Linked DNA regions of Mus musculus: all the other regions are linked to region 1. The links are chromatin contacts, called in public ChIA-PET and HiChIP or PLAC-seq maps. All regions are on one chromosome and are shown on one strand. Each heading gives the region's core, a stretch centred on a gene start, on an enhancer-like site or on the middle of the called end of the contact. The rest is flanking DNA. Distances are from core to core; before and after follow the strand shown.

Region 1 (3,832 bases), core at 1,017-3,516:
AAAATAGTGATAGCTTTGTGGGAACATACTAGTGTTGTGAATATTTGAGCTTCCTTGCTTTTTCAGGAAAAAGAGTCTAGAGGCATAGAGCACATATAGCACCCAGGTCTTAGTTTTGGGTTCTATTCTCCATTATATGGGACTAGAGTTCCTTGGAGAAAGGTTGCTTCAGAGACTGATATGGGAAGTATATAAGATAAGACTAGTGTGTCATATTGTGGAAAATCAAGGAAGTACACAAATATATGTAATAAATAATTAAATAGTACACAATGATATTTCTTGTAAGAAGAAAAATATCCTCATTGAAGCCACCAATTCAAGTCAGTTCTAATACCATTGACCAAGAGGTAACATTGGCTCCCAAAATCTACCCTCCTCATGAAGGTACCAGCTGATAGCCTATGCTGTTTTCACCTGTGTACTTGACCCACCTCACCAGCTTTAAACTAGAATTAGTATAGCTCCCTTCTTGGGTTCAATTAATATGCTAGACAGGCTCAGAGAATTCCATTTATTATAAAGGATGCTGCAGAGGGTGCATAGAAAGAGATAATAGAAAAGTGGTAAACCCTTTACTTTGGGGTTTTTATTGGTGGTGTGAGGGGGGATGGAGGGTGATGCTGTTTTGGTTTTCTTTTTCTTTTTCTCTACAGTGATGGGGATAAAATCAGGGGCCTTGTGCATACTGCACATTCTACCACTGAGCTGCATGGTCATATCTAGTGGATTCTTGTGGAGACTTGACTACATATGCATGGTTGAAGGAATCGCCAGCTTTGGGCGATAATATTTAACCTCCAGCCTCTCTCCTCTGAAATTAGTGAGTCTTAATTTCACAATATCAAACCTTAAGAAAGAATCAGGAGGAAAAAGAGGGAAAACCAAAGGCAAAGGAAGATAAATTGGGGTGAGATAAGCCATTGTGTGCAACTGAATAATAATTCACACATGAAACTTTAAACTTTGAGTAAGTCACAAAAATAGTATGTGTGTCTGTGAATCTTATGGTGTGCTTGGAGTCCAGAAGAGGGCATGGCATTCTTGGGAAGTACAGTTATTTGCTGTCGTGTGCGTACTAGGATTTGAACCTAAGCCTTCTGGAAGAGCAGCCAGTGTTTTAACCTCTGAACTATCTCTCCAGACTCAAAGTTTTTCTTTAAGAGTGAATATTCTTGTCTTTCTTTTCTTTTCCTTTCCTTTCTTTTCTTTTTCTTTCTTTCTTTCTTTCTTTCTTTTTTTTTTTTTTTTTTTTTTTGGTGTTGTTTTTTGAGACAGGGTTTCTCTGTGTAGCCCTGACTGTCCTGGAACTCACTCTGTAGACCAAGCTGACCTCCAACTCAGAAATCTGGCTGCCTCTGTCTCCCCAGTGCTGGGATTAAAGGCGTGCATCACCACTACCTGGTGAATATTCTCTTATTGTCTCTCGGTAGTAATTTCTATTATCATAATGCCTATGGACTTTGTACATGGGAGAAGATAATATGAAAACTTTTATTCTTCTTTTCTTAAGACATGTTTGTATACAATATAGCTGTATTAAAGCTCTTAGAGTGTACTGAGAAGAAATGAATCGCTTTTGGCAAGTTACAGTATCAAGTTTCTCATAAGGGAGAAGAAAGATGAGAAATAGCCTTCAGAAAGGCACCGAGAGTCAGTGAAGATGTGTCTGCGTGCTGGAGTACTTATCTTCCCCACACCCTTGGAGTGATCCCCAGCACCATAATTAAAAATAAAAATGTATCTTTCTTCTGAAAGAAAGAGGAAAGTCATTTATATGGCTTCAGCAAAGAGCTTCTGAAAGCCTGTTTTGACAGAATGGGGGTTCTGAGAGCATCAAGACATAAGATCAAAACGCCCACAAGACTAAGATGAGAGGAGAAATGCCTCCCTTGTGAAACTCAGCCAGCTCTCTTTTAAGCAAATCTCTTGTAAAGTTTTTTTTTTCAATTCAGTGTCTAGATTTGCACAATGTAAATCCAGAGCAGAGACTCATTGGACAATATATTATTTACAGTCATGTCTGGAATAAAAGGCTTACAGTTGTCAGCAAAGACATAGTGAGTCTTCAGAAATATTTGTTTTTTAAACATGTTTCATAGTGGGTCATCTTCCACAGTTTTCATCAGCTTAGCTGTTTCAGAAGGACCTGTGTGGGAGCCACTTTTTCCTATCAGCCAAGGCTTTCTTCCTATTCTGAAGTGCTTCTCAGATGAATACTTTGTGTATGCCAACGGTTTCTTGAGGTTGGCACTGTGGTTTGAGTCATCTTAGTGAAACTATGACAAAAAGATGCGCCCAGAGTGAGAGTTAGAGTTGGGCAGACAAAACATGAACCAGAATCTGAGTATGGGGCAGGTACAATTATACCAAGAATACTGTGTGTCTGCAGTAGTGGTTCCTGTGTGCTCTTAATCTTAGGAAGTTGGTAAAGTTAAGCTTTTGTAATTAGAAGCTTTCTAACAAAGTTCCAAAAAGCACAAACTTCAGGCATACAAAAAAAAAAAGGCTAAAGATTTGAGATGATCCTAGGCTAACCTACTCCTCAGGATCCTACTTAGGAAAAATTTTACTCTCTCAGTACTTGTAAGTGTACAGATGAAGCATCTCCATCGTGGGTCCAAGATACACATGCTGGAAAAAGGGTATTAGACTACCACATGTTACATGCTAGAATGCAATGCTGAGACAGAAAAAATACAACTAAGGATGAGTAAGTAAAAATTACTAGTCAGTTAAATGCCTTAGAGGGTAAAGGTGCTTGGTGGCAAGGCACATGACCTGAGTTTGGTCCCCTGGACTCTTCTGATGGAATGATAGTACCAACTTCAGAGGCTTGTCTTCTGACTTCCTCATAGGTGCAATGGTACTAGCATGCTTCCCAGTCTCCTTCCCAACAATAAATCAATAAACAAACAAAAAGCCCAAGTAAGCAAATAAATAAGTATAATTTAAATTTTTCCTACATCCTAACACACAAGAAAACAAAATAAACCCAATACTAAAAGCTTCCTATGAAATATTGGAGACCTGCTTAGGTAAGAGCAGTGCAGCACTGAGGCTGCCTCGGCTGTGTTATGCCACTGTGATTTAATGAAGGACCAGCAGGTCACACTTGCTTTAACAAAGGTTGATGACTAGGTACAGTGAAGGGAGTGTATACAATATAGAAACGGGGGTGGGGGGTGTTAGCTAGCAGGGCTAGAAATGAGCTACATGATTCAGCTTCTGATTGGGTAAGTTAAGGAAAAACCTAAAGAAGCAGAAGACTGCTGTCTTCTGATACCACTTGAGAGTGGAGGACATTCTACAATGGAGGGTTTCAAATAATTTAGTTTATAGGAAAATCAAACAAACTAGAGACCCACGTGATGTAAACTGACAAGGATTTGTAGTTGCTAATCTTAGCCAAGGAAAGGACACGTGGTGTTTTGTGAGTGACAAATGGACTTGTTTTGGTCTGTGCTTATACAAATGTAAGTCATATCTCATGGCATCCATTTAGTGTTTCTTTACGGATACATATTTAGGACTAACCACATGAGATTAGATAAGCCACCAGGAAGCTCTTCACTGCAGAAGACTGATTCTCCTTCAAGAATGGAAGGTTTTAAGCAAAAGGTCATGCTAGGAGACTCCCTAGAGAATCAGACTGAAAAGGAAAAAGGCTGAGGACACAGACCACATTTAGAATGCCAGAAGTTACTATCCAGTATGTGATTAACAACTACTAAAGGTGCTGAACATGGACTAACAAAATCATTAGACGGAAGACCTGAGACAAGTCAGGCAGCTTTACAACAACTTGGGAATACCCTAAGGAGGGCATGTA
Region 2 (3,294 bases), core at 452-2,951, 180 kb after region 1:
AAAACCCAGTACATTTACACAAGAACTGGACCCTGGGAAATCATACCCCAAATATGTCACTTTTACAGGCTGGGTTTTTTTTTGTTTTGTTTTGTTTTTTTGTTTGTTTGTTTGTTTGTTTTTTTAGTTAAAACCAAAACTGTCTCAGACTCAGTGTCTCTCTGGGTTTTATCCAAATCCTGCCTCCTACCTCTGTTTCCCTCCTATCTTAGCGACTGTCCCATAATAATTTGCTTAATTTGGGATTTACTTACAGTTTCTGAGGGTTAATCTAATGATAATCATGATGGGTAATATGGCAGGAACAGACAGGCAGGCATAGTGTTGAAGAAGTAGCTGAGAGCTCACGTCTGATAGGCAAATTACAGACAGAGAGAAAGTGATAAGGACTGGGCTTGGTGTAGACTTTTGAAACCTCAAAGCTGACCACCCTCCAACACATCTCAGAGACTTCCTCCAACAAGACTACACCTCCCAGTCCTTTCCCCACTGAGCATCCCACACCAAGCATTCAAACATATGAGTCTAGGAGGATTACTCTCATTCTACTCATGACACTCCTGAAACACAGAAGAGGACTTTAAAAGACTGTTTTAAACTTATTTTGGGAGTGCTGTGTGTGTGTGTGTGTGTGTGTGTGTGTGTGTGTGTGTGTGTGTGTGTGTGTGTGTCAGGCTTGGGGTGTCCATCTTTTCCTGTCTGAGCCATCTTGCCAGTTCAAGGAAGAGACAAGTTTCTTTTTGGAACTGAAGACTAGTTCCCCTATAAGATTAGCTCACAGTATAAACAACATCCCTCAGAGAGCCCAGACAAATGTTGACCTAAGCTACCCCCACCCTGAGGCTTTATGTATCTCCCAAAAATACTTTCTCTTTTTTGTTTGAAGCCTCACCGTCACCCATCTCCTAAGAGGATGCAATTTCTAAACTCTGGTGGGATGTTGGGAGAGTGAGGGCCTCATAACCCAGATACATTTCTCTGCTCACTACAACTCTAACACTCCAGCTGAAAACTGAGCCTCCAGAGGTGAGAAAGACAGTTTCTTGGGCCCCAAAGAGAAAGCTATGGGAAGTCAGAGGCATCCCTGAGTCAATCATAAGGGGTGGAAGACTGAGTCCCAGAGGACATTTTATAGAGAGATATCTGGAATGTAGTAAGGAACAATGAAAGTTAAAAAACAAAACAAAACAAAACATGAGAGGACAGGAAAGAACTCAGCTGAAGATAAACCAAGGCAGCACCTGAGGTGTGGCAATCATATCCACGGTGCTAGGCAGAGGAAGTTGGGGGAATGGGGGGGGGGGGGCAGGGGCAGGAAGCCAACAGCAAAAGTGCAGGCTGCTTCCTAGAGTGAGAGTGTCGGGTGTACTTTGCAACTGTTGTTCTAGGCTTGAGAAGCTCATTTCAGTACTCCTGACATTTTGGGTAAGATAATTTTTGTGAGGGCCACCTTGAAAATTGTAGGGTACCTAACAGAATTTTTGGATTTCACCCACAAGATTCCAGTAGTTAGAAAACACCAAGTCTCTCCTAAAGGGAAAAACCAGTACCCACTCAAAAATCATTCAAGCATTTTCCCAGTTCAGGTGGGATTGGTCAAAGACTGGGAAAGAGTCTGTGGAAGCCTCATGGGCAGGGTCTGTGTCAGGGTGAGACAGAAGTACCACCTGGAAGAATGTCTGAGACTAAATAACATGAAAGTGGGAGTGAGCAAGAGCCTACAATGCCAACAAGACATGGTGGCTGATATGTCATGTTAATGACAAGCTGGAGTCACTGAGCAACAAGGGGAAGTTCCACTGGCAAATGCCCCATTATAAGTATTTTTCAGTAAGGATGTAAGCATTTACTATGAGATTTCTTAACATGAAGCAGGAAAGATATTTTGCGTTTAGTCATAAAAACATCAACCTAAAGGGAAAGAGTTTGCTGACATTCACTGTCAGAGATTTCAGTCCGGGCTCACTTGACCCATTTAGCCTATGGTACAGTGGCAATCATGGCTGAAACTTTTGAGTAGAGGAAACTGCTCAGTTCATCAGACAGCAAAGAGACAGACAGAGGGCTTCACAGACCCAATATCTCCTTCAAAGGCATGTCCTACATCCTCACCTCAGTAGGTCTATCTTTTATAGATTTCACTAATTGACAGCAGGACTCAGAAGCTGATAATCATGCCTATAACGCATGGATATTTGGAGATATTTAAGATCCAAACTGTAATAACCCAATAGAAGCTAAATGCTTCTTTCTGGATATCATTTCTTTACAGGCAGTCAGTGAAGCTCTGACCTTACCTTGAGCCTCCTAGGGAAATGTTTTGGAAGAATCAACTGAGTAAGAAAGTAGGGATGTGGACTCAGAGAGCAAGGGAGCACAGGAGACTCACAAGAAATTAAAGTCAGAGGTCACAGAGAACAAGAGAGGCAGCTATCAGTGGAGTATCTAGAATAAATGTGGCCAACAGTCTGAGTGGGTAAGAAGATACAGGGAAGAGGAACTGGTGAGAAGGGTGGAGGAAGAGCAGGAAGAGTCCAATACATCCCAGCACCAAAGATATCTAAACTGCCTTGGGAATCAGATGCCTTTCTGTGTCAGCTAATGTCAGAACTGGTCTGCTTATCTTTCTACGTCACATGCAAATCTGTACTATCAGCTTCAATGTTCTTGGCAATTCCATTATCATTCTTCCACACGAAAGTGACAAGCCCCAGCATCACTTCACCTAATCCCTTTTTATCCTTTGATAGCTAATGTAAATATAGATATTGATGTAACAATTTAGTTTCCCAGAGTTCCAAAGTCAGTCAGTTCTTGTAGGTTGCCAAGGCCGCTCTCTATCCCCTTTGCCAATGTTTTCATTATATCAAATCTAAGTTATATTTCTGTCTTTCCAAAATCCCATTTTAATCATTCCATTCCCTTGCTCAGCAGCCATCTGTGAGTGTCATGGAAGCTCAGCCTCAAATCTTCCCTCCTTACCTTGTGATTTGATGCCCTCTTCTATGAGGTCTCATCTACAAATTCCCACAATAAACTTGTGATCCAACACCAGCTCAAATCCTGGATGTTCTACTCTCATTGTCTTTTCTCATGCTGCGTTTCCTGCTTGAAGGAGCACTGCTCCATCACCTGCCTGCCAACAGCATCACTTCCTTCAGGCATGATCCCCTTCTTTCCAGGGCCTCAGCTGCCTATGGCTTCTTTTTATCTCTACATCACAGTACATTATTATCTATATGTTTACTGTATCCTCCCAGGTGGCTATGGATATCCGAGGGATTGCATCAGTAA
Region 3 (3,506 bases), core at 257-2,756, 230 kb after region 1:
GTTCTGGAAAAAGTGGATGCTCACATGCAGAAGAATGAAACTAGACCTGTATGTATTGCCCAACTAACTCCAAATGGATCAAAGACCTATACATGAAACCTAAAGCTGAAATTGTTAAAAGAAAGCATAGATAGGTGGTATAGGTTTAAGAAAGGACTTTCTGAGTAGGACTCTGCTTGCTAAGAATTAAAGCCAACAATTTATTGTGCCTGAGCTGGGTGTGGTGGCATAAACCTTTAATCCCAGTATTTAGGAGGTAGAGGTAGATGGATCTCTGATTTCAAGGCTACCTGGTTAATGGAGTGAGTTTCAAGATAGCTAGGGCTACACACACACACACACACACACACACACACACACACACACACCTGAAATGTAGTATATAAGCACTATGGGATATTTAGGTGTAAACAAAAGTGAAATCATGAACTTTGCAGGTAAATGAGTAGAACAAAAAAGATCACATTGAGTGAGGTAACCCAGCCCAGAGAAGCAAACACAGCATGTTCTCTTGTATTCAAGGCTCCCAGATCCAAATCGTCAGATGCAAGCACACAGCCTAAAGTAACTATGTAGTACACTGCCCCTAATTACTACAGAGACCAGGAAAGTAAAATGAGAACATTGCCAGGATAGAAGGGTTAAGGAGCAGTGGAGAGGGTTGATTGGATCTACAGAGATAAAACTGGCTGATACAGAGAGCTGTATAATATGATTATAACGGAAGTTTAAACATAGAAGACTGAACTAAATCTCTTTATCTTCCAGCAAAAGAAAATATCTTAAGTTTGAATGAAAGTAGTCTAAGTTTGACTCAAATTTTGAAAATTAGAACCACTAAAAGAAAAGACTAACAATAGAAAACTGATTTTTGAGTATATATCACCTTACAGGAAAAAAATACACATAATTTTAATCTTAGGAAAAGGTAATTCACCTCACATAAATAGAAAAAACACAAGCCAATGCACTACTGAGACAGCATTTCACATCTGCTAGGATGACAAACATAAAAACTATTGATGAAAAGCCACACTGAGCCAAAGGAACAGATGCTGGCGGCACTGTGACAGAGAACAACTGGACAATACCAAGCAAAATCACACTGTTTACTCACGGTCCTAAAATCATACTTCCAAGAACCTAGCTTACAGATCTACTTGTAAAAATATGAAAATATGTAGGTGGGGTGTTTATTCACTGCAGCAAAAGACCAAAAATAACTCACACGTAAACTTACAGGAAACCGGTGGAGCGTACCATGGGCACCCTGAAACGGTAAGAGCCTAAGGGAATCTGGGAGTGGTTGTTATTCTCCTGACTGTATTTATTTTAAAACTGTTGTAATGAAATCATAAGTACTGCATATAATCTCTCCCCAGGGAGATCACCCTCAGAGAAAGTTATGTTCTTATTCATTGACACAAAGATCTGAAGAGTGGCCTGAGCCTCTCACCAGCGTGGGACAGCCCTCTATTGAGAAAGCTCTGAGGGTTTCTAAGTCTAAAAGTCATTGCGGTAAGACTTCTGCCTGGCCCCTTTACAGAGAAATATTTTGTTACCATCGCAATGCTTTCCCACTTTTCAAATGTCTGACTCTGGCTGCCCTTCAGACTTGAGTTGGCTGCATCCACCAGAACTGCTGCAGTCCCTGGCAGCCTGAAGCAACTGCAGAGAAATGCCTGTGTTCTGATTATCTCTCTTTTCAGAATTGCAAAAGCCCAAGGTCGTTTGTTTGTTTGTTTCTTTGTTTGTTTGTTTGTTTCTCGCTGCTCTGGGCTAATAGCTAGCACCACGTGGGGAAGTTGAGTAATTCCAAGAGCTGTTCAGTTTCTTCATTCATCTCAAACATAGCTCCATCCCCCAGCACTGGAAAGTAATCATAACCTCCCATCCAAAAAATTTTAATGAAAGCATGCATTCACAACTATTCATGTGAGTGGGTATATAAACTGTGGTACATTGATAGAATGAAATATTATTCAGTTCTAAAAAGCAATGAGATATGAGAAGGTATGAGAGAAATGCAAATGTATGTCAGTGAATAAAAAAAAAAGAATTAGGAATGTAGCATTCTTGAAAACATAAATCCGTGGAGACAAGAAAAAAATCAGGAGCTGGGATGTGACTTAGTCATAGGGCATTTGTCCAGCACCATGTGAGATCCTGGACTGAATTCCTAATGTTAGAAAAAGATGAAAAGGTGAGAGAGAAAGAAGGAAGCAGGACAAGGAGGGAGAGAGGGAAAGGAGGGAGAGGAAAGCTCAATGGTTGCTGTGGGTTAATGGGAAGGAAGGGTGAATTGGAGGATCAGAGAAGTGTCAGCAGAGAAAGACAATTAAATATTGTAAGGATAAGTACTTCCCATCATACATTAGTTCAAATCCATGGAGTGCGCACCAAGAGTGAAACCTAAGCACAGAGATTTTAAGTGATAATAAGGCAAAAGCAAGTGATTACCTATGATTACCTATACTCTGATTGAGGTAGGGCAATGCACACAGGGGCAAAGGGTACATAGGGATATTGCACCTTTCTTTCAATTTCACTACAAATATAAAACTACTCTAAAATGTATTTGTTAAAAACAATAGTTTGCACTGATAAATAATATTAGAGAAACTGAAAGGTGTTATTAATATATTGAAGGTTAAGTTACCTAAAAATAGCATGTAGTTGTATCACCAGTTCCTACAAAGACATCCATGGCTCATAGTCCATCAGAATAACAAACACTTCAGATTGTGCTTCCACACACTCCCTGACCACACCCCAGTCCTAGGAATCAAACTCAGAGCCTTTCATTGGCAGCCAACTAATCTACCACTGACCATGTCTCCAGGTCTCATTTTCTACTTCCTAAAGCTTCGTTTCCTTCCTGAGCTCAAGAGAAGCAAAATGCCGCAGCACTTCCCGCATGCTGCAGGAATTTTCTGTCTACTCAAAAATAAAACTGGCACTATCTGACTCTGTCTGTACTTGTATACATTAAAGATATACAAACAGACTCGGGCAACATGATAAGACCTGCTTTCTTTCTACCCAAGGGCAGCACTTGCCACACTCAATTCTGTAGAACTTGGGCAGCAGGCCTCCTTATTGACCACTTTCCTGTCTTTTTCATTGATCCAAATTTCCTAGCGGTTGGCTGCTTCAAGGGATCAAGCCTCAGGTCTTCTTCATACCCTATCCTCTAAACCTCAAACTCTTATACTCCATCTAACTTGGAAAATCTAGAAGAGATCAATGAATTTCTCCAGATGAATGTAACATGAGAAAATTAAACCTAGAGTAACCAAAAATATTAAACATATTCATAACCAGCAACAAGCTTAAAACAGTAGTTAAAAAGTCTCCCAACAATAAAAGCCCAGGACCAGGTGGATCCACTGCAGAATTTTATTAGCATTTCAATGAAGCACTAACACCAGTATTATTCAAAAAATTCCACAAAATGGAAAAAAGAGGAAGACTTTTAAACTCCATTCATGAATTCAGTATTACTC

Evidence for each region. ChIA-PET counts read pairs in DNA pulled down with a chosen protein or histone mark. HiChIP or PLAC-seq counts read pairs in DNA pulled down with a chosen protein or histone mark.
Region 2: a contact with region 1 is called in an RNA polymerase II ChIA-PET map of memory CD8 T cells, with 94 read pairs. The contact joins two enhancer-like sites. A contact is called at or near these places in 7 of 484 Hi-C or Micro-C datasets (CD4 T cells, CD8 T cells, the HPC-7 cell line and 4 more), 3 of 115 datasets of contacts at active chromatin or transcription factors (CD8 T cells, bone marrow-derived macrophages and memory CD8 T cells) and 1 of 9 other capture datasets (embryonic stem cells).
Region 3: a contact with region 1 is called in a BATF HiChIP or PLAC-seq map of CD8 T cells, with 6 read pairs. The contact joins two enhancer-like sites. A contact is called at or near these places in 6 of 39 promoter capture datasets (the 3T3-L1 cell line, 3T3-L1-derived adipocytes, embryonic stem cells and 3 more), 1 of 484 Hi-C or Micro-C datasets (CD4 T cells) and 4 of 115 datasets of contacts at active chromatin or transcription factors (CD8 T cells, effector CD8 T cells, embryonic fibroblasts and 1 more).

What each region holds. Positions count from the first base shown.
Region 1 is chr7:58,390,730-58,394,561 of GRCm38.p6, forward strand. No RefSeq gene overlaps it. Among named protein-coding and RNA genes, the nearest start is that of n-TEttc7, 6.7 kb to the right of the region's middle. Within about 2 kb of position 2,267, at least 25 of the 459 cell types and tissues checked have an H3K27ac peak or open chromatin away from gene starts, as enhancers often do. A contact at or near this core is called in CD8 T cells and memory CD8 T cells, where this site is marked.
Region 2 is chr7:58,567,715-58,571,008 of GRCm38.p6, forward strand. No RefSeq gene overlaps it. Among named protein-coding and RNA genes, the nearest start is that of Atp10a, 89 kb to the right of the region's middle. Within about 2 kb of position 1,702, at least 22 of the 459 cell types and tissues checked have an H3K27ac peak or open chromatin away from gene starts, as enhancers often do. A contact at or near this core is called in CD8 T cells and memory CD8 T cells, where this site is marked.
Region 3 is chr7:58,625,440-58,628,945 of GRCm38.p6, forward strand. No RefSeq gene overlaps it. Among named protein-coding and RNA genes, the nearest start is that of Atp10a, 31 kb to the right of the region's middle. Within about 2 kb of position 1,507, at least 107 of the 459 cell types and tissues checked have an H3K27ac peak or open chromatin away from gene starts, as enhancers often do. A contact at or near this core is called in CD8 T cells and memory CD8 T cells, where this site is marked.